Linked DNA regions of Sus scrofa: all the other regions are linked to region 1. Evidence: chromatin contacts called from public HiChIP or PLAC-seq data. All regions are on one chromosome and are shown on one strand. Each heading gives the region's core, a stretch centred on a gene start, on an enhancer-like site or on the middle of the called end of the contact. The rest is flanking DNA. Distances are from core to core; before and after follow the strand shown. Region 1 holds the start of COG3 (conserved oligomeric Golgi complex subunit 3). Region 2 holds the start of TPT1 (tumor protein, translationally-controlled 1). Region 3 has its middle 20 kb from the start of TPT1.

What was found. HiChIP or PLAC-seq counts read pairs in DNA pulled down with a chosen protein or histone mark.
Region 2: a contact with region 1 is called in an H3K27ac HiChIP or PLAC-seq map of alveolar macrophages. The contact joins the promoter of TPT1 here to the promoter of COG3 in region 1. A contact is called at or near these places in 2 of 5 promoter capture datasets (fetal liver and liver), 14 of 47 Hi-C or Micro-C datasets (alveolar macrophages, blood, brain and 8 more) and 2 of 2 datasets of contacts at active chromatin or transcription factors (alveolar macrophages and skeletal muscle).
Region 3: a contact with region 1 is called in an H3K27ac HiChIP or PLAC-seq map of skeletal muscle. The contact joins the enhancer-like site here to the promoter of COG3 in region 1. A contact is called at or near these places in 11 of 47 Hi-C or Micro-C datasets (alveolar macrophages, brain, embryonic fibroblasts and 5 more) and 2 of 2 datasets of contacts at active chromatin or transcription factors (alveolar macrophages and skeletal muscle).

The regions. Positions count from the first base shown.
Region 1 is chr11:21,825,311-21,828,513 of Sscrofa11.1, forward strand. It overlaps COG3 (conserved oligomeric Golgi complex subunit 3), which reads right to left and starts at 1,616. Exons shown (of 22, transcript XR_002336675.1): 1 at 1,277-1,616.
Region 2 is chr11:21,927,736-21,930,938 of Sscrofa11.1, forward strand. TPT1 (tumor protein, translationally-controlled 1) reads left to right here and starts at 1,559. Exons shown (of 6, transcript NM_214373.1): 1 at 1,559-1,678; 2 at 1,957-2,030; 3 at 2,536-2,726; 4 at 3,113-3,203. The coding sequence starts at 1,651.
Region 3 is chr11:21,907,284-21,910,486 of Sscrofa11.1, forward strand. No RefSeq gene overlaps it. Among named protein-coding and RNA genes, the nearest start is that of TPT1, 20 kb to the right of the region's middle. Within about 2 kb of position 1,543, at least 40 of the 83 cell types and tissues checked have an H3K27ac peak or open chromatin away from gene starts, as enhancers often do. A contact at or near this core is called in alveolar macrophages, embryonic fibroblasts, liver and 3 more, where this site is marked.

The DNA.
Region 1 (3,203 bases), core at 366-2,865:
AATGACAGTTTATGACCCCAAACAAAAAAAAAAAAAAAAAAAAAAAAATCGGGTTACTTTTCTCATGGAATATGTTTGCCACAGTTTTGCTGTGAGGTCCAAGCATCCTGCTTTGGTAAGAGACCAAATCAATTACAAACAGACTGGAATATTTATAGAGCAAACAACTTCCATTACCCAGGGCATAAAAGACTGTGATAGCCACACCAAAGCAAATTTCCACCTGCTTCCTCATTTATTTCAAACCCACGTCTACCATAAAATCCCTGAGGTGGACAGAGAAACCCAAGAAAAGAACACCTGCATTTTCCGGCAGAGCATGCAACAGAGAAAGTGGCAAGAACTTTCAAACCAAAGTTCTTAATCTCTAGAGTGCCAGGGCAGGAAAAAAAAAAAGTTAAAGTCTCTATTCAATCTGCCTTTGGTCACAATTCCAAATTGTATAAAAAGAATGCTTCCAACATCCAAAGTAACCATCAGTGGCTAATAAAATAATCTCCCTAAACCCGGTCCTCAAAATAAGAAAAAGTTTTTCAAATAACTGACAATTCATAAAACGTACTACTTGCTATTATTAACTAACTGAACTGAATTCCACAAGCAGTGATAATACATAAGATCTCAAAGGTAACCAGAATTTTAAAAGTTAACATAAAAACTAGCATTATCTAATAATGTACTGACCCAACTTTCAAAGAAAAATTTTTATTGCTTTGCTCTAAGTCAAATATAAATCGGCTCTCCCATTAACCTGTACTCGATCGAGAGCTCACTGCTCAGTGTGCGATGAATGAAACTCACCAGGGATCAACTTTGGTCTCCCCAAGTACCCCTACGGAAAAAGGACGCTAGGCTATTCATTAAGGTGGTTAAATGAATACCCACAGGAGTCTGTCCTGAAGCAAAGCACTTGGGGTTCAGCGCCTTCTCCTTCCGAGAGGCGGTGGGCAGCAGGACCATGTCTCGCTGACACCAGGGACACCGGGGGCAAGAAGCCAGGGCAAGGTTCGGGGCCAACTGTCCCACGTTCAGCGCCACTAGCCACTGGACACCCCCCACTGCCGTCTCCGCGCCAGAGGGGAGAGGTCGGCAGTCCGGAGCGGCACGAGGCCTGACAGCCCAGGAAGGTGAAGGGGCCTCTCCCACCAGAGCTGCCACCGTGACCCGGGAGGAGAGGAGAGACCCTGGACAGGGGTCTCAAGGCCGGGGTCTGCAAGGCCGGGGTCCACCGGCGCGGCAGCGGAGCAGAGCAGCCAGCTCCAGACCGTCACCTCACCTCGGTCGGCACGGGCAGGTCCTCGGCCGCCGCCTTCAGCTCCAGCACCGAGTCTGTCTGCCGGTCCGTCAGCGGCGCCGTAGTGTCCAGTCTTCCATCCCAGAGGGCCAGCTTCTCCCGTGCATCCCGCTCCGCTGCCGCCTCTGGCAGCAGCAGCAGCGCCGCCTCCGCCATCGCTGCCCCCCCTGCGGCCCGCAGCAGCAGCAGCAGCAGGGAGGTGGGGACCCCAACAGAGAGAGGCCCGGGCCACTTCCGGGAGAGCCAGGCCTTCCAGCAGGGCACCGGCGCCGGGGCGGGGCGAGCCAGAACACCCCTGACCCCGGAAGCGCTTCCCCCCTCTGCGTGGGCGGGACTGAGGCCAGGACCGACGTGGCTTTACACGGGGTACAAGCATTTCCGGTTGGAATGTAAACTGAGAAGATGACGAACATAGGCCCTGGCGGAAAAAGAAATGCCCCTACCGGAAGTCTCCTCCTCAAAATAAATAACTTTATTGTTACGTGTTCTTTTTGACAACTGTGCTTAGTAACCCTGAGGGCACCAGTTTTCTTTGGTTCTGGGATCTAATGCTGCTCTCTGCTCACAGCCTAATAGCCTGGCTTGAGTGTGTATATGCTGATTTCCATATTAATATATTAACAATTTCCACAACTTCTCCAACATCCAATGATTCTGCTGTTAGAAACTTAATTTATGAAAACACACAAAACCTCAAAGGTTTGGAGCTCCTGTGTTGGCTCAACCAGACTGGGATCCATGAGCACGCGGGTTCAATCCCCGGCCTTGCTCAGTGGGTTAAGTATCCCGAGTTGCCATGGGCTGTGGTGTGGGTCACAAATGCAGCTATTAGAAGGGCAGGGAAGAAGGAAGCATATGGCAATTCTAAGGTATAAAACACTCACGTTGGGAGTTCCCTGGTAGCCTAGTAGTTAAGGACTGGCGTTATCACTGCTGTGGCTCAGGTTCAGTTCCTGGTCCAGGAACTTTTGCATGCCTCAGATGTGGCACAATTCACACTGATGATTCTGGAACTATATATATACATATATATATATATATATATGTATATATACACACATATATATTTTAAGTATATGAAATGAAAACACATTTAAAAAATCATTCACAGGCTCTGGTTTAAGAAATTCCTGCTGGGGAGTTCCTGTCGTGGCTCAGCGGTGATGATCCCTGGCCCTGTTCAGTGAGTTAAGGATCCCTCGTTGCTATGAGCTGTGTAGGTTGCAGACACAGCTCGGACCCCGAGTGGCTGTGGCTGTGGCTGGTAGCTGCAGCTCTTATTTGACCTCTAACCTGGGAATATTCATATGCTGCAGGCGAGGCCCTAAAAAAAGAAATACAAGAAAAAAAAAAGGAATTCTTGCTGGGGGTTCCCTTGTGGCTCAGTGGGTCAGAATTGTCTCTGGGAAATACCTGCTGCCCTAAAGGCATAGATAGAGGTGAACTTCCCCATTACCTGTTATAAATGTCTGAAACTCCACGTTCCAGAGCCATATCTTTGCTGCTTAAGCCTTTTTAGCCGCTAATGTCTTAGAATAGACCCCTGGAAACGGAAGGATGCCTGAGGGACAAGAGGCAGGGATGGGAACAGAAAGCAGAGGAGGTGGAGACAGACATCCCAAGATCTCCTTCCAGTGGGTACTTCAGTCTCACCCTGGTCAGCCCCACTCAGTGACTAAAATCTGAGCACTGCACAAGACCCTGCTGATGCTCATGTCAGAGTCCACAGTACGTCTCATCTGCTCCTCACTTTAAACCAAGGAGGAAGCTGGTGAAAATCATTACTATTATCTTCATCTAATGAATGAAAAACTGAATCCTAGGGAGGTTTGGCACCTGTTCAGGATACTGGTTAATAAAGGGCAGTCCTGGAGTTCCCATCATGGCTCCATGGTAACGAATGAGACTA
Region 2 (3,203 bases), core at 309-2,808, 100 kb after region 1:
ATCCAGAAACCACCTGGTGGACCACCTCTCAGAAGATATCCACTTGCTTTCAGATCCCCTTCATCCCACTTTCAGCTTCCTCGCAGTTACCCAGTGTCTCCTAGGGTGTCCAGTGCAGCCCTAGACGTCATCTCCCAAGAGGGTCCCATTTCCTGGCTCTTTTGCATTATGATTCTTCCATCATCTCAATTCAGTGTCCTGTGCCCTGTTCCTTCACAGGGGGTGCCCTGTCTTACCCTGGGGAATGCTTTATTGTTGAATCAGGGAAAAACCATTAATGTGCTATAATTGGCCAATTCTTTGATTTACTAGAACAAAATTTTCTGTGAGGGTAGGACTGGATTTAACCTGTTCACAGTTGAGACCTCTGAGCAAAACCCCCCGCTAAGGACAGAGTGGAGCACAAATACATTCGTGGTATGGAACAAGTTCTCCGGTTGCATACTGGCATAAATCTTTGCCTGAAAGGGCATTTTTAAAGTATCTCATAATTAGGTCCAAAGTCCAAATAAAACTTGGGCAGGTGGGGAGCTCCTTTTCCTTTTAATGTTTAACCCTCTGGCACCTGGCATATAATTTCGATCTTAAAGTGACAACATACCCTCTTTTTCAAACGACCTAATTCAAGACCAAGTGCAAACAGAAAAGGTGAAGATTCTAAACCTGTGTTAGGAACCGCAAACTTTCACATACAGGACCAAGCCGAGAGATGGGAAAACTGTGTAAACTCCCGCGACACTTTCCTCCCCCCTCAAGTCTTTTCCTACACACATCCCCCACGATTATTCCGAAGGGGCAGGAGGGACGACCTGGGTCCCACAACCCGGACTCAGCCCTGCCCCCACAAAAGCGTCCGAAAACTCGATGTAGGGGGAGAGCCCTAGGAGAAAACGCTGAAAAGTTCTCCGAGACCCCAGAACTCACAGGAGGCGGGTCATAAACCCAGCCCCCCTGCCATCATCCCCGGGGACAGAGTCGCGGTCTCCCAAAGCCTCAAAGGGACCCTACGTAAATGCAAAGTCCTTCCCAACAGCTGACACTTTGGTTCCCAGAAAGGGTGGGAGCTTGCGCCGGGCGAGGCCTGAGGCGGAAACTTGAAGCCCCACCCAGACCCAGCACCTTCGAGGGCAACCCTGGCGTAGGGAGGGGCAGAGCCCCAGGCACCACTTCCACCACTCAGCGCCCGGAAGCCCTTCCCTCCTCGCAGCCCCCCGCACGCTCCTCCCCCCACCCGCTCCCGCATTTCCCTCTGCCCCGCCCCCCGCCGCACCTCCTTCCCTGCGTCGCCCATCCTTGTCCCTCCCGACTTCTCCCCCCTAGGAAGCCCCGAGGGCCCAGCGTGGGGCACGGCTTTGCAGCCCAAGGCCAAGTCCCCGGATGTCCTCCTCCCCTCCCCACCCCCGGCTCGCGCTGTGGCCCCACCCCACGCGCCGCTCTGCGTGCCACGTCACCGCTTACGGCGCTTCCGGAGGCGCAGCGGGCGATGACGTAGGGGGACGTGCCCTCTATATGAGGTTGGGGAGCGGCAGAGTCGGCCTTTTCCGCCCGCTCCCCCCTCCCCCCGAGCGCCGCTCCGGCTGCACCGCGCTCGCTCTGAGCTCCCGGTTCCTGCTAAGCTAGCGCCGCCGTCGTCTCCCTCCAGCCGCCATCATGATCATCTACCGGGACCTCATCAGCCGTGAGTGGGGACTGCACTCTTCCCCACTGCCGCGCGAAGGGGATGGGGGTCTGGTGGGGGGCGGGGAGACGGCCGCCGCCGCCGCCGCCGCCGTCCTGGGCCTGGGGGACGCCGGCGCCCTCCCGGGAGCGAGGAAGGTCGGTGCTTGGCGCGCGCCCTGGGGTTTCGAGCGCCGGGGAAGGGCGGGGGTCGCGTGCGGCGGGCGGGGCGGCGCGGGAAATGGCGCCGGCTCGGGCTTCAGGCGCACGGTTGACTGGCGGGTTTGTGTTCTCGGGCAGATGATGAGATGTTTTCCGACATCTACAAGATCCGGGAGATCGCGGACGGGCTGTGTCTGGAGGTGGAGGGGAAGGTGAGTCGGGCCGGGTCGCGGCGAGGAGGAGGCAAGGCCAGGCAGGCTCGGGTTTCCGCCGCTCCCCCGCCCGAGGTTGTGCAATCCTCTCCGTTGCCTCCTGGCGGAGGAGACGCTCTTTCCGGGCTCGGGTTTTTCTAGAAAAGTGGAGGCGGAGCTGAGTCTGGAAATAGGTCCGCCACTTGGGCGCCCATCCTCCCAGGCGGTCCCGGACAGGTTGTCTCCTGTTTGGGAGCCCGAAGCCCTCAGCGGTTGCCCTTTTCAACCCGACTGTCCACGCAAAACTTCCACTCGTTGTAAACAACCCCCTTCTCGTGCTGGTCAACAAAGAATTGTTAGGGTGTTTTAGGAAATCGAGGGGTCATAAATTTTTTCCCCATGTTTTCAGCAAGAAACAAGAATCTTTAGTGGAAGGCTGATGGGATGTATGAGCTGCTTAAATTGTTTTGATGCCTTTGTGGTAAGGTCGAGGATGTGTTAGCAACTAAACTTTTCCTTAACGCAGATGGTCAGTAGGACAGAGGGTAACATTGATGACTCGCTCATTGGTGGAAATGCCTCCGCTGAAGGGCCCGAGGGCGAAGGTACCGAAAGCACAGTAATCACTGGTGTCGATATTGTCATGAACCATCACCTGCAGGAAACCAGCTTCACAAAGGAAGCCTACAAGAAGTACATCAAAGATTATATGAAGTCGTAAGTGATCTTGGCACATTCCGTTGATGTCTGGAATCCTGTAGGATTTAGGGATCTTCTAACTATGGAGATTTTTTTAGCAAGCAGGCATGGTTGTCAAATACTTTATTAATGAGCTCAGAAGGGTGGTTGCTTTTCTATCAAATATGAGCATAACAGGTGCATACAGGTCTGGCTTTACCTTTTCAGAACAGCACTTTGGAAAGAAGCTGACAGGAAATTCAAAGTTGTGAACAGTCATAAAACATCCCTCCTGTGAGCTAGGAATTTCTTGATTGTGCTCAGTGATAGCTAGTTGCTAGTTTCAGTTTGGAGTTTTTGGAGAAAATTTCTTTTGCTCAGAGCTCTGTAACGAACTTAACCTATCAATAAAATACTTGTTTTAGAATCAAAGGGAAACTCGAAGAACAGAGACCAGAAAGAGTAAAACCTTTTATGACAGGAGCTGCAGAACAAATCAAGCACATCCTTGCTAAT
Region 3 (3,203 bases), core at 293-2,792, 82 kb after region 1:
CCTTATTTCTGTGATCGTCTTTGTCAGTTTCTCAATTCTCAGCAGAATGCAGGCTGCATCAGAGCAGGGAGCTTGCCTGCTCACTGCACATCCCCAGTGCCTGGAACCCTTGGATGTCTTAATCAGCCTTTGATGAATTCATGCACAGGATAAGATGAGGATTACAGGAGACATGTGCCTAAGCTTCTGGAGCATGCCAGGCAACTTAACGATGGCATTTGTTATTACTACTATCATTCCTCTTTTGTTGCAAGACTGATCTGTTGGAAACGCAATAAAAATGGCCCTCCATTATCATTCCTGAAATAGGAAGGCAGGAAGCGTTCATTTCTTTTCTCTGGAGGACAAAGGCAAGATGCAAAAGCTTCACCACAAAACTTCCAGAGGCAGCACTGACCCAGGCTTTGTGCTCACCAGCTGTGTGACCTTGGGTAAGTCTCTCAACCTTTCTGAATCTGCTGCCCCATCTGAAACATATCGGGGTTCCCTAAATGCTGCACAAGATTCCTGCTGACGTCTAGAACCACAGTCCTTTATCTCCCCATAGGGTTGTTCTTGTCCGCCCTCTGGAGGAAAAGTGATTAAACCAAAGGCAGGCACAGACAGAAGTGGCCTGGAGGTTCCAGAGCTAAATATTACAGTCAGTTCCCAAATGATTGGATTGCTGGGTTCCCTCCTCCCTCTGGATGGAGAGACACAGGAAGGTACCGAACGCCTCTTCTGCCTTTGATTCAGATTAGAGATGATCTCACTTTGAACACGTATTAACATCTTTACACCTGGATATCCTTTCACCCTTAAAATAACCGTACAAGGCATCCCAGCTCCATCTTTACTATCTCCATTTTACCGGGCGGGGTGGGGGGAGCGCCCAGAAAGGTCACAGCTAAAATGCAACAGGGTTGGGGATGGAAACCGGATTTGTCACTTCCTCCCCCGCTTCTCCCCTTCGGCTTCCCAAGTTGGCCCTGGGGAATTTCCATCAATGGGTCCCCAAATCTCTCGATCATCAAAATCACTTGGGAATATCTTCAAAAGGGTCTAGAGCCCGCCCAGGTCCTGCTGAACAAGAATCTTTGGGAGGTTCCATCCAGAAATCAGTATTTTGCAAAAATCTCTCCAGATCCCAGTGATACGCAGCCGGGACTCGGAAACCACTGCTTGTTACTGGCCGCCTAGAGCTTAGAAAACCTCCGGAGAACTTGCTAACAGTTGTCACAGCCGTCATTTAGAACGTCATTCTACTCTCGCCCCGCCCCTCCCTCGGGGCTGCGCCTGCGCCCGCGACAGCCGTGTCTCCGCAGCGCCCTCTGCCGGACACGCGGTTAAACCTAAAGTGCCACCATCTCCCTTCAGGAGGGTGTAGACAGGCGCGAGCCGCAGTTCCCCACCCATGATTACTAATACTCGCTGACCAAGAAGATGCGTAACAATCATATTCTATTTATGAATGGACAAATGAATTGAGAATTTGTTTTTAGTCAGAACAGCGCTAGCCACAAGCATTTGGCAGGGAGTGAGGGGGGAGGTGGGTACATACCTGGGTTATTCGGTAGTTTGGGGCACCCGTGGGTAAAAAGTTGCTTCTGTAGTAGTTGCCCGGACTTGATTCATTTACTCATTCAATCTTCCCAACAATATTTTATTGAATGCCTGGTAAATCCCAAGCACTCTTCCAGTACAAAACAAGGCCAAAAAAAGAAGGGGAAAAGAAAAAAAAAACAAAAACAAAATACCTCTCCCCTCATGAAGTTCATAGTTTAGGGATGGAGGCAGGTATTAAGCAAATAAACAAAGCATAAATACCTACTTACAAATGATGTGGCTGCTCTGAAGAAAAGAACTAGTTTGTGAGACCCTTATTCTAGGAAGGATGGTCAAGGAAGTTCTCTGGAGCTGATTTGAACTGAGAAGGAATAAGCCACACAAGGCAGAGAGAGGATTCCAGATGGCTTAAGGCATTCTCTTTTGAGGCACTCGCCAGGAGCACCCTAGGGCTGGGCTGGGGCGTGACCTGAGATGAGGTATCTCTCTCTGAGGATAGTCAGTAGCCAACCTAGGATTTGGGGGGTTTTTTCCTAAGCTGAAAATTGGATGACTTTTCTTAGTCTGTCATCAACCTTTTTTTTATTTCCCTCTGGAAGGTCAAGGAATGCACTCAAGTCTGGAAGTTACTGAAACTGTAAAGTGGCCAGTTTTTTTCTTTCTTTCTTTCTAAGGGCCGCACCCACAACATATGAAGGCTCCCTGGCTAGGGGCCAAATTGGAGCTGTAGCTGCTGGACTCCCTAAACCACAAGCACAATTAGAGCAACGCCAGATCCGAGTCACGTCTGCAACCTACACCACAGCTCGGGGCAACGCCAGATCCCAAACCCACTGAGGGAGGCCAGGGATGGATCCAACCTGCATCCTCATGGACACTAGTTGGATTTGCTTCCGCTGAGCCATGAGGGGAACTCTGCTGACCCAGGATTTAAACCCCTGGCCAGTCCCGCTTCACCCAGCCTCAGGGTTCTACACTGCGTCGGGCATTGATGAGGAGCTCGTTCCATTCTAAGTACGATGAGCTAGCTCTGCAAGCTTTTAAGCAGTGGTTCTGAGTGTCTCCGTCTCCCAAGACTGTGCTAAATGGATAATGATGGCTGGGAGGCGAGGGTGGGAAGATGAGGCGGAAGACGGGTCAGTTGTTCAGGCGGGGCTGAGGGTGGCTCAGACTGGCGGCAGCCGTGGAGAATGGGGAGAAGGACAGAATGTGGAAGTGGCAGCACTGGGGACAGATGGGCGTGGGGTGTGGGAGGGGAAACCCAAGCTCTGGAAGCTGGATCATGGACTTTGACTGAGCTGAGAGGGAGCACGTTTAGGAGAGTGAGGAGAACAGTTTTGCATTAAGTTTGAGATGCTGGTGATCCATCTAAGTGGAAAATCAAGACCGCTGTTGGGAAAAAACCACAGGCATCTCAGACTTAAGGTGCCTAAACATGAACTCTTTTTTTTTTCTTTTTGTCTTTTGTCCTTTTTAGGGCCGCACCTGCGGCACATGGAGGTTCCCAGGCTAGGGGTCCAATCGGAACTACAGCTGCCAGCCTACACCACAGCCACAGCAATGCAAGATCCGAGCCGTGTCTGCAACCTACACCACAGCTCATGGCAATGCTGGATCCTTAACCCTCTGAGTGAGGCCAAAGATCGAACCCACAACCT